Regions from separate parts of the Sus scrofa genome. Here region 1 is linked to region 2. A link is a contact called in public HiChIP or PLAC-seq data. All regions are on one chromosome and are shown on one strand. The core of a region is the stretch at or near the end of the contact, and the rest is flanking DNA. Distances in the headings are between cores, read along the strand shown. Region 1 overlaps RFFL (E3 ubiquitin-protein ligase rififylin). Region 2 overlaps AP2B1 (adaptor-related protein complex 2, beta 1 subunit).

The links. HiChIP or PLAC-seq counts read pairs in DNA pulled down with a chosen protein or histone mark.
Region 1: a contact with region 2 is called in an H3K27ac HiChIP or PLAC-seq map of alveolar macrophages. The contact joins two enhancer-like sites. A contact is called at or near these places in 1 of 47 Hi-C or Micro-C datasets (liver) and 1 of 2 datasets of contacts at active chromatin or transcription factors (alveolar macrophages).

Annotation. Positions count from the first base shown.
Region 1 is chr12:40,079,058-40,083,113 of Sscrofa11.1, reverse strand. All of the region lies in intron 1 of RFFL (E3 ubiquitin-protein ligase rififylin), which reads right to left. Among named protein-coding and RNA genes, the nearest start is that of RFFL, 5.8 kb to the right of the region's middle. Within about 2 kb of position 1,648, at least 13 of the 83 cell types and tissues checked have an H3K27ac peak or open chromatin away from gene starts, as enhancers often do. A contact at or near this core is called in alveolar macrophages, where this site is marked.
Region 2 is chr12:39,812,776-39,816,683 of Sscrofa11.1, reverse strand. AP2B1 (adaptor-related protein complex 2, beta 1 subunit) reads left to right here. Exons shown (of 22, transcript NM_001243183.1): 20 at 760-846. Among named protein-coding and RNA genes, the nearest start is that of RASL10B, 19 kb to the right of the region's middle. Within about 2 kb of position 1,888, at least 18 of the 83 cell types and tissues checked have an H3K27ac peak or open chromatin away from gene starts, as enhancers often do. A contact at or near this core is called in alveolar macrophages, where this site is marked.

The DNA.
Region 1 (4,056 bases), core at 399-2,898, 270 kb before region 2:
AAGTGGGCTGGGCAAGTCCTGGTCCCGTCCCTGCAGTTACTCCTTTTTTTTTTTGTGTTTTTTTTAGGGCCACACCACGGCAAATGGAGGTTCCCAGGCTAGGGATCAAATCGGAGCCACAGCAACATGGGATCCAAGCCATGTCTGCGACATACACCACAGCTCATGGCAACGCCAGATCCTTAACCCACTGAGCGAGGTCAGGGATCAAACCACCATCCTCATGGATGCTAGTCATTGTTTTGCTGAGCCATGACGGGAACTCCTGCAGTTATTCCTTCTTACCCCACACCCCTTGCCCCACATTTTAATCCCTAACCGTTCCTCTTCACCTCCATAAAATCCAAATTGCCCAAACAATTGGGCTGCTGGCCTGCAAAATCAATCCTGATAAACATCCTTGACTAAGGTTTCCTCAAAGTAGCTGTACTTCAGCTGACTCATTCCTCTAAAGCCCTGGGAAACACTCCTCCCGCTTCCCCCAAGTCAGAACACTCCTTTTGTCCAGCATTTTAGAATAAAGACTCATGCTCCGGTGGATCTTCTTTCACACTAGGCAAGATAATAATTTTGCATGGTCAGGAGTTCCCTGATGGCTCAGTGGTTAAGGGCTTGGAGCTGTCACTGCTGTGACTGGAGTATGACCCTGGCCTGGGCACTTCCATGTGCCTGAGACGCAGCCAAAAAGATAAAAAAATAAAATAAAAAGTAAAATTAAAAAGCCATGTTTATTTATTTACTTATTTTGGTCTTTTTAGGGCCACACTTGAGGCACATGGAGGTTCCCAGGCTAGGGGTTGAACTGGAGCTGTAGCTGCTGGCCTACACCACAGTCACAATGCTGTGGGAGCTGAGCCGCATCCACGACCTACACCACAGACCACTGCATCCCCAACCCACTGTGCCAGGCCAGGGATTGAACCTGAGTCCTCATGGATGCTAGTCAGATTCATTTCCACTGAGCCACAACCGGAACTCCCAAGCCATGTTTATTAATTCTACTAATAATTACTAAAAACCACTGACATTAAAAAAAATAATAATTTAGCATGGTCAAAAGGGGGTTTAATTCATTGGCTATGGACCCACTGACTCAAGACCTAGGAGAAGGTTGGAAGTCATCTGAGGATGAAGCTTGGTTATTTCTCAAGTAGACATCTTAATCACTATGAAAGTTTTTTTTTTGTTGTTTTTTTTTTAAAGGGAAGATTCACAGAAATAGCTGGAGGGACAACAGGCCTTCCTATATCATAAAATGCAGTGAATCGTGTGCCATTAAGTCTGTAGACATGTGATCAGGACTAAGACTAGACCAATTTTTCAAAGTAAATGAAAAGGGAAAAACAAGAAGAGGCTGCTCCATTTGCTTAAGAAATGCTTTTTTCTCCCCAAGTCCTTTAACATAATCCAGCAGTTGCAAATAAACAATGGTACTGATTACTGGCAAATTACATTTAACCACTCAGAGGCCAACAGAGCCTCCAGTGGGCCTAACTTCCTGTTAAGTTTCAGGATGACTAGGCAACATTTCTTCAAAGTGGATCAAGACAGTTAAAATGTTTCAGCAAATCAGAACTGGCTCCAAGTAGTTCAAACAGGGGTGAGCTTTCCCCTACCCTTAGAAAGGGCTGCCCCAGGGAGAACCGACCACTCCACAACCACAGGTATGCACTTCCAGAAAAGGCATTTGAATGTTAAACCAGGAGGTGCAGGCTTAACCTGTAGCATCAGAGGGGGCAGCTTTCAAAAGTCAAGTAACACTAGCTCAACACAACTTTTGTAAAGTTCGAATCCAGCACATGGGGGATAGACACTGAAAAAGGCTGCTGAGAGAGCAAGAAGGTTTTGCTTCTCTTTTTATAAGAGAGGACAATGGAGAAATTACCAGACCAAGGTCACTTTCCATTAAAAAAAAAAAAAAAAAGTTAGCAGCTTTAACCAAGATTTAAAAAAAAAAAAAAACTTCATAGGTCATAACTCCATGAAATCAGGAGCGTGGTAAAAAATCTCTCCAAGAATCCTGTAGGAAATTAAGTGTGGATTAGGATAATTAAATGTAAAGTCTCCTTGAGAGTGACTTCTGTCCCTGTAGACTAGAGCCAGTTCTTTCGTATCACAGAAAACCTGTGAAGAGGATTTGCCAAGGCATCACAGCCTTTCTACTTTCACATCAGGTCTGCAAACGCTATGATCTAAAAGGAACAGAGCAATGATTTGGGGAGAGAATTAAATCCTATGGCTTATCAGAGAAAACCACTCCATTCTCTAGTCTTTGCAAAAGTTCACATGCTCGTGTAACTGTAATATGCTTAGGGGTTTCCAAAAATTACATACATTTCCTCAAAAGAGATATAGGAAAAAATATAATCACGGGGTAAAGGCCAAATATTGTCTCTTCTGAATGCTTAAGTAGCCAATTATGTGTCTTAATACATTAATTCTGTCGAGAGAAAGAGACTATTACAGGAAAGTTGAGTAAGACATCTTCAAAAAAAATGTACCCTGGGGCCTAAGTCCATTCAGCTGACGGAAAATCACCCCCTCAAAAAAGCAGTTTTATACAAAATCTAGTATTTTAATTTCCTGGCTGCCAAGAGAAGCATATAAGGAGCAGAAATTAAACTAATTATGTCAGCAGCACAGTGAACAAAACTTTAATTCTATTACACACTAGTTTGACATTTGCTGAAGAATACAAAGGCCCTTAAGGGTAGAAACTTCTTTAGAATATAAATGATTCCCAATCGATATGACAAAAATTAGTCTGGGCAATAAACAGAGTCACGGTTTACAAGGGAAAATTCAGCCAGCATCCCTAATTCAGAATTAAAAAAAAAAAAAAAATTTAAAGTAGAGTATGAGAAACAAATCTCTACAACGGCTTTAATCTCTCCGTGATTTCCATATGTTGTACCATTAATAGGTCCTTTAAGCCAGTATTGTACTAATCAGCTTTTTTAACATCTAGCTCACAAAAGAGCCTATTCATTTAGCTGGGAGACAGGTGTTAGCAACCAGCAACCTCTCTTAGCTTGGGTTCCAGGGGCCTGGTCGGTGATGACTGCAGCATGATTGGCGAGTGGAAAGGGAGGCGAGAAGGAAAGAGAAACAAAAGCACCCGGGGCAGAGGCGGGGGGAAGAGATAAGGGAAAAAAGAGACGTCAGGTGCTACTTCAAGGGGCCCCCTCAAAGCCTAGTGGCCTGATCTGAGCTCCCGGGCCGGGCCCAGATCCTTGAGGCAGAATTGGGAAAATGTCTTTAATTTATTCCTGCAGACAGTAATTCTGACACTCCACGCGTTGAAAAAAATGTTTTCAAATGCCCCATGACTCATTCCTCTTACCCATCTTCTCTACTTCTTCACTTTAGTCCTCACTCTTTCATACGTTTTCTAAAAAAGCTGACTGAGTAGATATTCCTGGAAAGAGATAAAGACCAGGCCGGATTTAGAAAGACATCTTAAGCCTACGGAATAAAAAACCCTAGGAGAAAGGGGGAGACGAGAACATCCATTGAGTTCCGCACAGCGTACAAAGAACAGATTTTCTCTTTTCATCCACAGAACAATGCTACCAGGTATTATTTTCATCTGGCAGATGAAGAAAATGAAGCCCACAGAGATTCAGTAAAAGGGTCTAAAGTAGCATAGGCAGGAGGTGGGATTCAAACACAGTGGGATTCAAAACTACGTTTATCTATTTCCTGAACTGTTACTTTCCCCAAGTTTAATTCCCTAACTAGTATTTCGCGCTCCCATTCTGCTTTAAATCAGACGGTTCTATAGTTCAGCAGTTTTTCTGCCTTCCAAGAACTCAGCCCAAGACCTGTGACTAAATTGTATTGCCTATTAAGCATCCATTATTTCCAATAAGCGCATCAGCTATGGAGAAATGAAACATCTGGCAAGTTGGCTGTATTTTTCAAATCCTACCTACAGAGAATTCCCAGGCAGCTCTCCTAGCCAACACGGATCAGAACGAGATTTGATGACCCATTCGGACCTCCAGTGGTTTCCACATTATCATTCATTTGTCCACTCAGGAAATAAAGGAAGCT
Region 2 (3,908 bases), core at 639-3,138:
AATAATTGCTAAATATGTATTCACCTGAGTCACAGTTGATCCTGTTTTGCTATTGGTCTCTAAATCACAATGCCTGTTATCTGAATAAGCAAGTCACCCCAGCATACAGAGTAAGTGGCTTGGTGACAAGTAGATGTGGATTTGAATCTCAGCCTGGCTGCTTATCAGTTGTGTGACTGTAGCAAGGTGCTTAATTTTTTTTTTCTGAGTTTGTTTCCAAAATTACAAAGCAGAAATAGTTTTTATAATGACTTGCGATAATACAAGCAGATCTAACACTTAGCCCTGTAAGTTCCTACTGTCTCAAGATAAGAATCGAGTATTCCCCATGTGGCTGTTGATACTTATCTTTTTCTTACTTAGGAAGCCAACATCTGATAAAACTAGCTTATGTTGGTATATTCTAAGTTTGTAAGGCACTTCATTGGTTTGATTCTTACAATAGCTCTTTAGGTAGAGTAGGCAGATGTAATAATACATGATGAAACTAAGTATTGGAAAGGTCACAAGACTTACTGAAAACCAAATAGGAGAGCAGTAGAGCCAAAACTAACTCTTTTCTGGTGTATCTTAGTGCTACTCTTGAAGGATTAATTGACCTGGGGTGTAGCACCTCTGCATAGCTAAGAACTGGCTCCTTTCTCAGTCTCCCGCTGGCTGTACTGCAAGAGCCAGCACTCCACAGGAGCAGTGGCAAGGCCTTAGCAGAGTACTGGCAGATCGTGCACATCCATCCTTTCCCTCTGTTTCCCCATACAGAGCGCCAGGTCTTCCTTGCAACATGGAAGGATATTCCCAATGAAAATGAACTTCAATTTCAGATTAAGGAATGTCATTTAAATGCTGGTGAGTGATGCCTCTAAACTTCATTTTCCTCTTAGTATATTCGAGATATCTGAAAATTTTGTCTTTTCTTGACCGACCTCTTCATTTATTTTACTGAAGTGTAGTTGACGTATAATGTTGTATTGGTTTCTGCTGTACAGCAGAGTTACTCAGTGATCCATCAGAGGGATTTAGAGTGTGTATGTGTGTGTGTGTGTGTGTATCATTTTCCATTATGGTTTATCACAGGATATCAAATACAGTTCCCTGTGCTATACAGTAGGACCTTGTTTATCCATTCTATATATTATTAGTTTTCATCTGTTAATCATAAACTTGGCATGTTTTGATGTAGGTACTGGATTTACTTAATGAGCTAACAGATTTACGATTACATATGTATGTATCCACCACCAAATTAAGATGTGGAATATATTTAGCATCTCAGCAGATTTCCACATGCCTCTTCCCACTTGATAACACCATTATTTTGACATTTAGCCCCCTAACAAGAGTCTCAGTTATTTTGCATTGTCCTTAGTACTTTGAACTGTCAGTTTTAGTATTTTAATATTAGCCCTTCTGGTTGAAGTGTAGTAAGATCATATTATAATTTTAATTTGCATTCTTCTGATAATATTGAACACCTTTTCATGTGCTTTACTGAATTAAAAAAAAAAATACCTCATAGCTTATTAGAGCCTAGTTGGTAGCCTTTTTCTTTCTTGCCTGCGTGGGCTTGCACGTGATGATACTAACCTCTTTAATGACCCTTAAAAAGCTCCAGTCCCTTTTGTAGTTAATTTTATTACTGCACTAGAAAACATCAAAGAGGAAACCCAAGAGGAGGAACAGTAGCAGCTATCAGTCCATAGCTCTTTGCCTCACTGAAGTGTTCCTCAGGAGTCGAAGGAGCTCTAGGCCGTTCAGGGTCTTTCCTTTGTCCCAGTCTCTCTTTTTTTGAGGTTAGTACCAGGCTTTATGAGTTTGAATGAAAGGGAGCTTTGGTGCTTGGTCAGTGCTGCCTCTTTCTTCATTCACCAGCATTTCCTCCTTCCGGCACGCTGCCCTCCTCCCACTGTTGCTGGAGCATTGCTGTGGGGGAAAGAGGCAGTACAGAAAGAAAGAAAACAGCTCGCTGTCCTCTCAGCTTGTTCTTTTAAAACTTGATGGGGGGTCTCTATGATGCATTCATCCTCTGTATTCAGACAAATCTCTTCTTACAGGGCTTCTCCTGAGCCCTTGGAGAGGTGTTTGAGGAAGTGGTCATCTATAATGTCCATTTTAATGACTGTTTAGTTGATTCTCTTCAGGCATACCACATTGGCCTTCTTTCGAACATATTCTTGGGCTAGGTTTCTCATCCTAACTGGTTTTAGTTATTAAACAAAACCAAATTTTTGCTGAGTTTCTACACACACACCACAAAAGTACTTAAATTGAGCTGCTTTTTTGGCCATCTTCTAGGTAGGTGATGGTGTCATCTGTTTCTCTCTCCAAGGCTCCCGCTTAGTCACCACAAACCTCATGTGATGAGTATGGGACGTTGGGCAACTTTTTCCATAGTGTAAGCTGTTTTTCAGGAAGCTTTAAGTGCAGAATCCACAGTGGCTTATGGCGAGAACCAGAGTGGATACTGTTAAAGCAGCAGTCTCTGTACCAGCTTGGAATAGACCGGGCCCTTAGTTATAGGCACCCTCGTGTAGCCAGTCCTAAGGCAGCAATTCTGTATTATGTTCCTGAGAACACTTGTCCCTCAGAAAAGGGGTTCTGTGGTCCCCTAAAGTTGGAAAATACAGGGTGTGATGTGTACCTCCTAGGAGCTCCTGCATTGCCCATCAGCACGCTGGGAGCCGAGGCCTCCTTCGTTGAGGAAACCAGTATAACTCAACGTTAACTGAATTTATTTGACTATGGAATTTAAAATCACAAAATGCTTATCATTAGCACCTTATGGAACACCAGTGTTCCTTGAACATGCCCAACCTGGGAACCTCTGGCCTATGGAGAGCAGGGAAGGGCTGGAGTAATTGGAAAGCAGATTTAATTTCAGAGATCCGATATGAAAAGGACATAGTTTTTCAAAAAAAGAAAATGGAAGTTTGGATCTGGTCTCCCAGAGTAATAGAAAAAGATTCCAGATTACACTTTGGTGTACATTGATGATCTTGCCAAAGAGGGGGTATCTGGCCTTTGTCCCAGTGAGGCTGTGTCTTCTGATGTAAACTAGAACAGTTTCCCAGAGCAGATTCAGTTCTGATCAGTTCTGCCATGGCCTTGTGCCAGTTCCTTCTTGCCTTGGGTGCTCCAAATACCAGCATATCAGTTTTCCAGTGATACACGGCTCTATGGCTGTGTGGCACATGGAGCAGAGGGGAGGGCAGCCACTTTGTTTTCTCCAGGAGCCCAAGGCCATCATTTCCCACACTGAATCACTGCTAATCTCTTACAAAACCACTTGCTCCAATTAATTGTATCTTTTCCTCTGCCTCCACCCCAAGGTCTGGAGTGCCCTGGCCTTTACATTTCCTTCCAGTCTGAGGGCTCTATTAACATTTCAGGTTTAGTGCCTTCTGATTCAACACCCTGGGTCTAGCTAAGAGCTAAAAATACTGTCCTTTCCAGCTGATCTGCTCTAATCACAATAGCACCAACACTTTAAATAGCTTTTCTGAGCCAGAGTAGACATTTGACAGATGGAGCTAATGCTCTGAGGGCCACAGGAAGTCACAGCCTTAAAGTACTGACCAGCCTAGCCTTGAGCTTTTACCTTTCTTCCCCCTTATTTTTAGGGCTGCACTTGTGACATATGGAAGTTCGCAGGCAAGGGGTCGAATCAGAGCTGTAGCTGCCAGCCTGGGCCGCAGCTGCAACAACACCAAATCCAAGCCTCCTCGTCTGCAACTTACACCACAGCTCTTGGCAACGCCAGATCCTTAACTCACTGAGCGAGGCCAAGGATCGAACTCACATCCTCGTGGATACTAGTTGGGGTTTGTTACCACTGAGCCACAACGGGAACTCCATACTTTTGCTCTTCTGTTTCTTCTAGAGGTGAAAGAAGAAAAGAAACCCTCTTCCTA